Linked DNA regions of Mus musculus: region 1 is linked to region 2. A link is a contact called in public HiChIP or PLAC-seq data. All regions are on one chromosome and are shown on one strand. The core of a region is the stretch at or near the end of the contact, and the rest is flanking DNA. Distances in the headings are between cores, read along the strand shown.

What was found. HiChIP or PLAC-seq counts read pairs in DNA pulled down with a chosen protein or histone mark.
Region 1: a contact with region 2 is called in an H3K4me3 HiChIP or PLAC-seq map of bone marrow-derived macrophages, with 7 times the contacts expected there. The contact joins two enhancer-like sites. A contact is called at or near these places in 1 of 484 Hi-C or Micro-C datasets (bone marrow-derived macrophages), 3 of 115 datasets of contacts at active chromatin or transcription factors (the 230-238 cell line, bone marrow-derived dendritic cells and bone marrow-derived macrophages) and 1 of 9 other capture datasets (bone marrow-derived macrophages).

What each region holds. Positions count from the first base shown.
Region 1 is chr4:67,445,745-67,452,021 of GRCm38.p6, forward strand. No RefSeq gene overlaps it. Among named protein-coding and RNA genes, the nearest start is that of Tlr4, 620 kb to the left of the region's middle. Within about 2 kb of position 2,282, at least 3 of the 459 cell types and tissues checked have an H3K27ac peak or open chromatin away from gene starts, as enhancers often do. A contact at or near this core is called in bone marrow-derived macrophages, where this site is marked.
Region 2 is chr4:66,838,751-66,845,177 of GRCm38.p6, forward strand. It overlaps Tlr4 (toll-like receptor 4), which reads left to right. Exons shown (of 3, transcript NM_021297.3): 3 at 479-6,427. The coding sequence ends at 2,729. Among named protein-coding and RNA genes, the nearest start is that of Tlr4, 14 kb to the left of the region's middle. Within about 2 kb of position 4,686, at least 39 of the 459 cell types and tissues checked have an H3K27ac peak or open chromatin away from gene starts, as enhancers often do. A contact at or near this core is called in bone marrow-derived macrophages, where this site is marked.

The DNA of each region.
Region 1 (6,277 bases), core at 1,032-3,531, 600 kb after region 2:
TAGAATGTTCCTCCTACAAAGTTCTATTAATCAAGAAAGTTGCTACATTACCTTTTGTTCAAGAAGAGGACAATTAGATATAAGGTTTAATATAACACATAACATACTTACATAAGAATGGAAGGAATAAGTGGCTGACATCTGTGGAGTCTATAGAAGTATTCAATGCTTTGTGGGATTAAATTTAAAATATATACAATTTTATAGAACCTCATTTAACTCATAAAATGTTCCAGTAACAGAGTAACAAAGATGAACACTGAGGAAATGGTTTTTGGTAAGTTGTGATTAAGTTACAATAGGCTAGATTACATGTAAATAGTTTTCCTATCAGAGCCTATTGTTAATGGACTCATGGTTCACATTGCATGTACAAAATTGGCCCTAAGAAGTTTTTTGCATTTATTCATTGATTAAGACCAAAGCGATTTTACCTGAAGAGATTGCAATGAAATATTAGTACTGCAAAAGAAACACAATATGTGACCTTGATCATGCAGCATCCATCCAAGAGTGATAAGTAATGTTTTTTGGCATTCTATGGGCCAATGTAAATCATATGGTCCCATTTGAATAGCTGTCACATACACAGTAGGTGTAGTAGTTAAATACTTTAAGCAAATTTAATATTGTTACCCTATGTTATCTGAATCCTTACACATTGGGAGCACACTGAATCTAAAAAAAAAAGAAAGAAGGAAACTCTTTAAGTTTAGGGTTTGATATTTCTTCCAATTTTCATTCTTTTCAATGGCTGTTCATTTTGTTTGTTTTGTTTTGTTTCGTTTTTCTTTTTTTCTTTTTTATTAGATATTTATTTCATTTACATTTCCAATGCTATCCCAGAAGTCCCCCACACGCTCCCCCACCCACTCCTCCACCCACCCATTCCCACTTCTTGGTCCTGGCGTTCCCCTATACTGAAGCATATAAAGTTTGCATGACCAATGGGCCTCTCTTTTCACTGATGGCCGACTAGGCCATCTTCTGATACATATGCAGCTAGAGACACGAGCTCTGGGGGGTACTGGTTAGTTCATATTGTTGTTCCACCTATAGGGTTGTAGATCCCTTTAGCTCCTTGGGTACTTTCTCTAGCTCCTCCATTGGGGGCCCTGTTATCCATACAATAGCTGACAGTGAGCATCCACTTCTGTGTTTGCTAGGCCCCTGCATAGTCTCACAAGAGACAGCTTTATCTGGGTCCTTTCAGCAAAATCTTGTTAGTGTATGCAATGGTGTCAGTGTTTGAAAGCTGACTATAGGATGGATCCCCAGATATGGCAGTCCCTAGATAGTCCATCCTTTTGTCTCATCTCCAAACTTTGTCTCTGTAACTCCTTCCATGGGTGTTTTGTTCCCAGGAAAGATGGCTCTGTGATTAAGAGCACTGACTGCCCTTCTAGAGGTCCTGAGTTCAATTCCCAGCAACCACATGATGGCTCACAACCATCTGTAATGGGATCAGATGCCCAATTCTGGTGTGTCTAAAGACAGCTACAGTGTACTCATATGAATGCTGCTCTTTTGATGAGCACAGTTAGCAAGGTAATATTTGAATCATTTTTGAACTTTATAACACTTTAAGCATATACAAAATATCATAATTTTATAAGCAAATGCAGCTATTCATACACATAATCTATGGATTTTTAAAAGTATCAAAGTAGGCAAAATAGTTATCTTTTGTTCTGGAGGTTCAACCAAATAGCATAGAAAATAGCACAGTTGGTAGAGATTTGTCTTTCTACCAATATCTCATTCTTCAGGCATGCATTTTTTTTGCATAAAAGAAATTCTGAAATCATGTTTCTACTAAAAGTTTAAGGTATCCCATGAAACCTATGAAGCTGTCTCTTTCTCTCTATCTCTCTACCTCTCTGCCTGTCTCTCTGTGTCGTTGTCTCTGTCTCTCTCTCTGTCTCTCTCTCTGTCTCTCTCTCTCTGTCTTTGTCTCTCTCTGTGTGTATGTGTGTGTGTGTGTGTGTGTGTGTGTGTGTGTGTGTGTGTGTGTGTGTTGTCTTTGTTTTCTTTGCAGATTTATGTTCACTCATATTCAGCAGGTGGTTAAGAGTCAGTGGGTAGATGGGAAACTGAGATCGGGATGAGTTTGATTTATCTGGTTTCTACAGACAGTCTGGACATTTTTTTTATTAAGATTGAAAGCCACGTCAACATGAAATATAAGATTTTTTTTCAACTTCTCACTTCCTGGTATGCTGCTGAGTCTCTTTGCTGACTCATATTAATGTCTATTTGCTGTGGATTCTTAAAATCGGAACTTCCTTTACCAGAAACAAAATCAAGAAATGTCATGTTTTTAGTGCCAAATCAATCATTTGCAGTATGACTCACATCTCAGTGGTAGACAAATCTTATTTGGAGACTGGAGAAGTCTATATATATAGAGAGCCCTCATACATTTGAATCAGATCACAAGTTTATTTTCAATAAATAATCATTTAATAATTTACATCTTCATTCATACAGTATCCTTTAATATCCATTTGCAAATTTATTTTTATATCTATATTTATCTATCTATCTATCTATCTATCTATCTATCTATCTATCTATCTATCTATCTAGTTGCATCCTGTGTTTCAGGTCACTGAACCAGACTTATTTATTCCCAGACTTTGAAAGAATACATGATTTTTGCAGCAAATCAATACAAGAAATAGTCTGTATCAGTGTTCAACCAAGTAATAAAAATAAATTCAACAAATATAAGCAAATACTTATCAGAAATGTCAAGCTGACCTTGTCTACACCCTTCTTTTGCTCCTAGCGCTGGAGCCTATTGATTTTTAAGCAATTTTAAGTTAATTGGAGAGTTTCGGTGAGGATGTCATAACATAATGTATGCAAACTCAAATGTCACATTGAAGAAACCACATAGAAATAGAATTCATGGGGTATTCAAGAGATGGACTTTAGTTTACCTAAACAGCTATTAGAAGGCTGTAAGGAAAGAAGAGCTACAGTGAGAAACCAGGATCTTCACATCTCACCTGTTGTGTTCATGCTGAAGTTGAAGGAGAGCCAATGAGCAATGGAGAAAAAGGGGGGGGGCATAAGTGATATTAAGCAACTGTTTTCAAATAATAAAGGACTTGATCAAAAATGTCTATGCCTTTCATCTAACTTCCCTCAACAGTTACATCTTACAAGATTCTCGTATAGCATAAAAGTCAGGAAATTAATAATGTTACAGGTGTTATTGAAATAATTCCAGGAAGTTGCAAGTAATTATTCCCTCCCTCCTCTCTACCACTCATTGCTATATAATTTTAGCGACAGAATGGAAATTTTCAAAAAACTGAAGATGCAGAACATTCTCTTCACTAGAAAGATAATCTCTGCTCTTTCCCCTTATGTCATCATTTCGCACAAATTCTGACAAGCATTTGATTCTAATCCATTATTACAACTTTCTTAGAATGAGTGTTTATCAGTAAACAGTACAATATTTGCCCTTTGAGGTAGAATTTTGTATCTTTTTACGGAGCATAAAGCCCCCAAATTCCTGTAGTTCAAAGAGTTGAATAGTATTCAATTATAAAGACAGAGCAACCGCCAATTACCTCTGTGGAGAAAATACATTTCATCTCTTGGAACTGAAAAGCTTCTGTAAGGCAGAGGACACTGTCAATAGGACAACATGGCAGCCTACAAACTGGAGAAAGATCTTCACTAACCTTACATACAATACAAGACCAATATTCTATGTAAAGAATTCAAGATGTTAGACTCTTAAAACACAAATAATCCAATTTTTTTTGTTTTTTTTTGTTTTTTTTTTCATAGTTACTACTTTTTATTGAATACTATTCTTTTTTTCCCATCTTTCCAAAATTTATTCTTTTTTTTCCATTTTTTTATTAGGTATTTAGCTCATTTACATTTCCAATGCTATATCAAAAGTCCCCCATACCCACCCACCCCCACTCCCCTACCCACCCACTCCCCCTTAGGGTGTTCAGAACTAAACAGAGAATTCTCAATAGAGGAATCTTAAATAGCTGAGAAGCACTTAAAGAAATGTGCAAAATCCTTAGTCATCAAGGAAGTGCAAATCAAAATGATCTTGAGATTCCACCTTACACCAATGAGAACAGTAAAGATCAAAAACTCAAGTGACAGCGCATGCTGACAAGGATGTGGAGAAAGAGGAGCAATCATCAATTGCTAGTGGGATTACAAACTGAAAGAACCAGTCTGGAAATCAATCTGGTAGTTCCTCAGAAAATTGGAAATATTTCTACCTGAAGACCCAGCTATCCACCACTGGGCATATACCCAAAAGATGTTCAACTATACGGCATGCTCCATTATATTCCTAGCAGCCTTATTTGTAATAGCCAAAAACTAGACTCAACCCAGATGTCCCTCAATGGAAGAATGGATACAGATAATGTGGCTCATTTATACAATATAGTACTAGTCAGCTATTAAAAATGAGGACATCATGAATTTTGAAGGGAAATGGGTGGAACTAGAAAATATCATCCTGAGTATGGTAACCAGGCCCAAAAGTACATGTATGATATTATACTTCCTTGTAAGTGGATATTAGTTAAAAAATACAGAATATGCATGAAACAACTCACAGACTGTAAGAAGTTTGAAAATAAAATATATTTGAACCCTTTCTAGTGTTCATTTTTACCATTAACATTTACATAAAAGCTCATTTATAGTTTATAATGTGGGCATATTTTAACAACAACAACAAAAAGGAACAGCATAGATTTGCAAGGAAGTAGATACTCACATTGACCAAAATTCCATTCATTTTTTCTATCTCTGTCTCCTAACATAATTTGATCATCCCAGCATATAAATAAACCAAAGAGTTTATTGTAACCCATAAATATGCAATATGTATAACATATATATGTAAATATATAATATTTATACATATTATATATCATTATAAAGGAAGACCTTGATATAGAAAATGCTATTGGGTGGAATCATATACTTCATGTTTTTTTTTTCCTGAATATTGCTGGCCCAATTACAAATGAGGTTTCTTGATCTTATATGTCTTCATTATTTAATTAAGTAAATCTCTAAATTATCTTCTACATAAGTATATTACTTTCTCCGAGTTTCTTAAGAAATTTCTTAAGGCATTTCAAATCTGGCCTCTCTGGATAACCGTGTGTATACTTTATAGAAATTCTTTCTTTCTAATAGAGTATTGTCAATTGGCTTTTTTTCTTGATTCAATACACTTACATTTAATAACAAACAAGTTAGAACAATCAACAAATAATTACTATTTTAGGGTTTTATTACTGTGAAGAGACACCATGATCATGACAACTCTTATAAAAGAAAGCATTTAATTGGGGCTGTATTAATATTCAGAGTGTTAGGCCATTATCCACATAGACTGAAGCATGGAAGCACACAGGCAGACATGGTGCTGATAGTTCTATATCTTGATTTGCAGACAGCAGAAAAACACTGTGTTACACTGGACATAGCAGACAATATTGTGGATGCCAACAAGAGCATGCTGACAGGAGCCTGTCATAGCTGTCTCTCCAAAGGCTCTGCCAGTGCCTGACAAATACAGAAATAGATGCTCCCAGTCATCCATTGGACGAAGTACAGAGTCGCCAATGAAGGAGCTAGAGAAAGTACCCAAGGAGCTGAGGGGTTTGCAGCCCCATAGGAGGAACAACAATAGGAACTAACCAGTACCCCCAGAGCTCCCTGGGACTAAACCACCAACCAAAGAAAACAGATGGTGGGACTCATGGCTCTAGCAGAGGATGGCCTAGTCGGTCATCAATGGAAAGAGAGAACCTTGGTCCTGTGAAGGTTCTGTGTCCCAGTACAGAGGAATGCCAGGGCCAGGAATTGGGAGTGGGTGGGTTGGTGAGCAGGGGGAGGGCAGAGGGGTTTTTGAAGGGGAAACTCGGAAAGGGGATACCATTTGAAATGTAAATAAAGAAAATATCTAATAAAAAGAAAAAGAAAAAAATGAACAGAAATGTCGCCATTAAATTAAAATAAAAAAAAAGAGTTTAGAAGACTTCAAAGCTCACATTTCAGGAGACATACTTCCTCCAACAGGGCCACATCTACTCCAATAACGCTACACCTCCAAATTTCAAACATGTGAGTCTTTGGGGACCATTCCTCTTCAAGCCACCACAAAAATCATTGACAGTAGCAATATACATCACAGATCATCAAAAATGCATTTATTAAATAATAACTGATCACTAAAATACTAGTACTTGTTGCATGCTCTAAA
Region 2 (6,427 bases), core at 3,436-5,935:
AACATTTATGCCATTCTTGACTCTTGACACCTATGTGTCATTATATATGCCTTTAAAATTAACTTTCACCAGTAATTTATCATGACTAGCAAATAATGACCACCCATATTGCCTATACTCATTAGTTGTAAAATTATATCTATGTCTGGAAAAAATGCATAAATTAATCTAAGACTACTACATATCAACTGTCTTTATGTACCCCAGTTATGATCTTGAATTGATTTTTTCTAATGGATTTGCTGCCTGACATAGTGTGATAGTTTATCATCACTGTAGCAAGTGTGAAAATGACAAATCTGCAGAGTTCCTCTCCTGCTCACACCATCATCACCTGTTTTGCTCTGTACAGTTTTCTCTTTACAATAACATGGTATATCATATCTGTTTGTATCATAGTATGGTAGGGACTGTTATGTCATTAGAAAGGGTTTTTTTTTCAGCAAAAATACATAATTGGTATCTCTTTTGCCCATAGGTGTGAAATTGAAACAATTGAAGACAAGGCATGGCATGGCTTACACCACCTCTCAAACTTGATACTGACAGGAAACCCTATCCAGAGTTTTTCCCCAGGAAGTTTCTCTGGACTAACAAGTTTAGAGAATCTGGTGGCTGTGGAGACAAAATTGGCCTCTCTAGAAAGCTTCCCTATTGGACAGCTTATAACCTTAAAGAAACTCAATGTGGCTCACAATTTTATACATTCCTGTAAGTTACCTGCATATTTTTCCAATCTGACGAACCTAGTACATGTGGATCTTTCTTATAACTATATTCAAACTATTACTGTCAACGACTTACAGTTTCTACGTGAAAATCCACAAGTCAATCTCTCTTTAGACATGTCTTTGAACCCAATTGACTTCATTCAAGACCAAGCCTTTCAGGGAATTAAGCTCCATGAACTGACTCTAAGAGGTAATTTTAATAGCTCAAATATAATGAAAACTTGCCTTCAAAACCTGGCTGGTTTACACGTCCATCGGTTGATCTTGGGAGAATTTAAAGATGAAAGGAATCTGGAAATTTTTGAACCCTCTATCATGGAAGGACTATGTGATGTGACCATTGATGAGTTCAGGTTAACATATACAAATGATTTTTCAGATGATATTGTTAAGTTCCATTGCTTGGCGAATGTTTCTGCAATGTCTCTGGCAGGTGTATCTATAAAATATCTAGAAGATGTTCCTAAACATTTCAAATGGCAATCCTTATCAATCATTAGATGTCAACTTAAGCAGTTTCCAACTCTGGATCTACCCTTTCTTAAAAGTTTGACTTTAACTATGAACAAAGGGTCTATCAGTTTTAAAAAAGTGGCCCTACCAAGTCTCAGCTATCTAGATCTTAGTAGAAATGCACTGAGCTTTAGTGGTTGCTGTTCTTATTCTGATTTGGGAACAAACAGCCTGAGACACTTAGACCTCAGCTTCAATGGTGCCATCATTATGAGTGCCAATTTCATGGGTCTAGAAGAGCTGCAGCACCTGGATTTTCAGCACTCTACTTTAAAAAGGGTCACAGAATTCTCAGCGTTCTTATCCCTTGAAAAGCTACTTTACCTTGACATCTCTTATACTAACACCAAAATTGACTTCGATGGTATATTTCTTGGCTTGACCAGTCTCAACACATTAAAAATGGCTGGCAATTCTTTCAAAGACAACACCCTTTCAAATGTCTTTGCAAACACAACAAACTTGACATTCCTGGATCTTTCTAAATGTCAATTGGAACAAATATCTTGGGGGGTATTTGACACCCTCCATAGACTTCAATTATTAAATATGAGTCACAACAATCTATTGTTTTTGGATTCATCCCATTATAACCAGCTGTATTCCCTCAGCACTCTTGATTGCAGTTTCAATCGCATAGAGACATCTAAAGGAATACTGCAACATTTTCCAAAGAGTCTAGCCTTCTTCAATCTTACTAACAATTCTGTTGCTTGTATATGTGAACATCAGAAATTCCTGCAGTGGGTCAAGGAACAGAAGCAGTTCTTGGTGAATGTTGAACAAATGACATGTGCAACACCTGTAGAGATGAATACCTCCTTAGTGTTGGATTTTAATAATTCTACCTGTTATATGTACAAGACAATCATCAGTGTGTCAGTGGTCAGTGTGATTGTGGTATCCACTGTAGCATTTCTGATATACCACTTCTATTTTCACCTGATACTTATTGCTGGCTGTAAAAAGTACAGCAGAGGAGAAAGCATCTATGATGCATTTGTGATCTACTCGAGTCAGAATGAGGACTGGGTGAGAAATGAGCTGGTAAAGAATTTAGAAGAAGGAGTGCCCCGCTTTCACCTCTGCCTTCACTACAGAGACTTTATTCCTGGTGTAGCCATTGCTGCCAACATCATCCAGGAAGGCTTCCACAAGAGCCGGAAGGTTATTGTGGTAGTGTCTAGACACTTTATTCAGAGCCGTTGGTGTATCTTTGAATATGAGATTGCTCAAACATGGCAGTTTCTGAGCAGCCGCTCTGGCATCATCTTCATTGTCCTTGAGAAGGTTGAGAAGTCCCTGCTGAGGCAGCAGGTGGAATTGTATCGCCTTCTTAGCAGAAACACCTACCTGGAATGGGAGGACAATCCTCTGGGGAGGCACATCTTCTGGAGAAGACTTAAAAATGCCCTATTGGATGGAAAAGCCTCGAATCCTGAGCAAACAGCAGAGGAAGAACAAGAAACGGCAACTTGGACCTGAGGAGAACAAAACTCTGGGGCCTAAACCCAGTCTGTTTGCAATTAATAAATGCTACAGCTCACCTGGGGCTCTGCTATGGACCGAGAGCCCATGGAACACATGGCTGCTAAGCTATAGCATGGACCTTACCGGGCAGAAGGAAGTAGCACTGACACCTTCCTTTCCAGGGGTATGAATTACCTAACTCGGGAAAAGAAACATAATCCAGAATCTTTACCTTTAATCTGAAGGAGAAGAGGCTAAGGCCTAGTGAGAACAGAAAGGAGAACCAGTCTTCACTGGGCCTTTTGAATACAAGCCATGTCATGTTCTGTGTTTCAGTTGCTTTAGAAGAGTATTGATAGTTTCAACTGAACTGAACGGTTTCTTACTTTCCCTTTTTTCTACTGAATGCAATATTAAATAGCTCTTTTTGAGAGGTCTTCATTCCAATTTCATCTTCCATTTTATGTCATTTTCTTTTCTTTTTTTTTTTTATCTAATTCTATAAGAAATATGATTGATACACGCTCACAGATAGCCTGGCCAATCCTAAGAATGCTATATTTATTAAATACAATTCCTAGTATACTTTTACTTTTATAAATTCAGTTATCGTTTTTCATGCCTTGACTATAAACTAATATCATAAATAAGATTGTTACAGGTATGCTAAGAAGGCCCATATTTGACTATAATTTTTTAAGAAAGTATGTAAAATATACTTTGTCATATTGTCACTGAATGTCATTCTTAAGTTATTACCTAAGTTATGGATGTCACAGAGTCAGTGTTAAAAATAATTTGGTTGATAGAAATATTTTTAATCAGGAGGGAAAAGTGGAGAGGGGTGCAGGAACAGAAATCATGATTTCATCATTTATTCTTGATTTTTCCGGAAGTTCACATAGCTGAATGACAAGACTACATATGCTGCAACTGATGTTCCTTCTCATCAAGGATACTCTCTGAAGGACTTGAGAACATTTTGGGGAGGAAGAAAGGTCTAACATCCTTTTCCTTCATCATTCTCATTTCTGGACATGCCTTGTGAGATGGATGAATGTTGGGAGTACACATTTCTGCTTTCACCTTATTTCAGTCAGCATGAACACTGAATATATAATGTCATTTCACAGTGTGTGTGTGTGTGTGTTGTGTATGTACATATATGAACCTGTACATGTGTTTAAGTTTAAAGAGAAAATAGTGTACAGAGCAGCTCTATATTTGTGATAGGGCTTTAAATAGTTGAGCTAATTCAGAAAAGTATGGAGATTTCTTGGTAAAGGAAACCAAAGTAGAATCATTACAAGATCTAACAATAAAAATTTTGAAACAATCCTACAAGTAAATATATTGGATTTTCTTGTCCATTAAGACAATATTCATACTATTGAAATTATGGAAACAACCCTTGGAAGGTTAATGCATAGAGACAGAATGCTATCTACTTGCAGTGGAATGTGATTTGACCTTGGAGAAGAAGCAAACCTTGCTACTTGTGAGCAGATGCATAAAGGTGGAGGTTTTTTATTGTAAGTGAAATATGCCAGGCACAGAAGGAACTGGCCTTTCAGGAACTTTTGATGACATGAGCAAAGTTAGAAAAAATAATATGCAGAACAATAGAAGAGGAAGACAAAAGAAAGACAGCCCTAGGATGTATTCTTCACAACGATTTTAAACAATATGCTTGAAAGAGAATGAAGTTATTAGTATCAATTAAGATGTCTACAATTTTCATAATTCCATTCAAACTGGAACATAGCCACCTAATTATTTGTCTCTTGTTAGCCAAGTGAAATAGCAGATCAAGAATCTCCCCATTTTTCTGATATAAAAACCCAAATTCTAATGCAGTAAATGTCTTGTCAATCAGCCAGATAGCACAGAAGAGGCAAGGCGACAGTCTGTGCCCCTTCCCTCTCACAGAAACTCCTGTGCACTCTAGCCCACTGCTTCAGGCTACAAGCTAGAAAAGCAAGAAGTGAAAGTGCCACAGTTCTCTATGTGGTTAGTGCCAGTCAGGGTCATTCAACTTAAACCATGAGTCATTAAGAAAATACATATGCATGCATGCATTAATGCACAGAGTAGTTTATTTATAACAACTCTTTCCATAAAGGGCTGGGGAGTTTTCAACAAAATATAAAGGAACAATTAGTTTAATCAAAAGAAAGAAATATAGGCAGAAGAAAGAAATGAAAGAAAGAAAGGAAAGTTTTAACTGTGTATTCCAGGTTTAATTCTAGAGATCTTCTGGAATTTTAGAGAGTGTGACTTTTGGAGAATTCCTAAACTCATTTTCAGATTATATTACGTATGTGACTTGGCCTTCATCTGTCTGAGAGCTAAGAAAGAAATGAAGATCATGCATTTATTATTAGGCCATTACAAACTAATAAATATAAAGATAAAAGGGAGACTCTGTGGATGAGTCTCCCTCTTGGCTTTCTTATGGGTAGTCAGAGAGAAGCACTCAGTAGCCTTATCCTTGACAACATTTTTGTCACATTTGTTTTCCCAGTCTGTAGGACAACAGCAGTCCTTATGACTAAAGTAGATTGTATCTTTTTTACCTAGCTTCTATTCATCTGTGTTGTCCTAGCTTCCTTTTTGAGTCTACAGCCTTTGAGAAATCACTAGAAGTCACTGGAACCTCATGCTTTGACTTGAGGCAGTCCTCATATGTGTTCCTAGGTACTCGAGGGGTCAGTTGGGAGACTGGGGAGCCATATCTTAACCATCAGCTTTGCTTCCTTGGTGTTGAGCATCATGCCTGACAAAGTAAGCAGACAATGCCTGTATACGTGAAGAAGAGGAGAATCATTAATGCATGTTTTCTTGGTGTGCTGTTGTCCTTGATACATTCCAGTTCAGAATCTAAAGTCCTAGGGATCTTAGCTGTCAACTTAGTTTTCCCTGTCTGTCACTTTGTATGGATGATTTAAATTGCTTCTTCACTTGGTTGCTTGACACCATGTATTCTAAAATTTTGTGGAAGGTGTGTGTTGGGGGGGGGCGTAGTTCTAACAATAGTGTTCTCTAGTGGATACATTAAAATCATATTCAGCTAATTAATATTTGATTAAGTTTTGCATGCTATACCGATTTGATAAACATTCACAAAATCACAGGCTTCAAGATTTTTCTTAACACATCCAAAGTACACAGGCATTAAATGGGCAAAACTAAATATCAAACTGACTTTATTTAATAGTTTCTCTACTGTTCTCTTTTGTTTTATGTCAAGAGTTGAATGCCACTGTTCTGTATTTTTAATTATTTATTGTTTGCTATTGTGAGAATTCAAAGCCAGAACTTTGAGGAGCTGACAGAGGCACTGTGGCCTATGAAGACAGTTTTTGGAGTTAACAATTTCCTTGGTAACTATGGACTATGTCTCCACACTTCAGCTCTCATATCTGATGGAATAAACTCCTTTCCAGGAGGCTTCTACTTATGCTAATGCACCCAAGCAAACAAGGAGGCTAATAGAACCAGCTGTTTCTGTCTTTATAGCAATTTCCCAACATTCTACACTTGAGGATTTCTTCTGTCACATGATTTTTTTCATTGGGCATTCTTTCAATCCTTCATTAAATGGCCGAGACTTCTCACTAGACCCCAACTCAATGAAATTCTTAAGCTGCTAGCATTGAACAACACTGACTTTTTCAAAGCACCTTGATAGGGAATTTAAGCTGGACCATCTG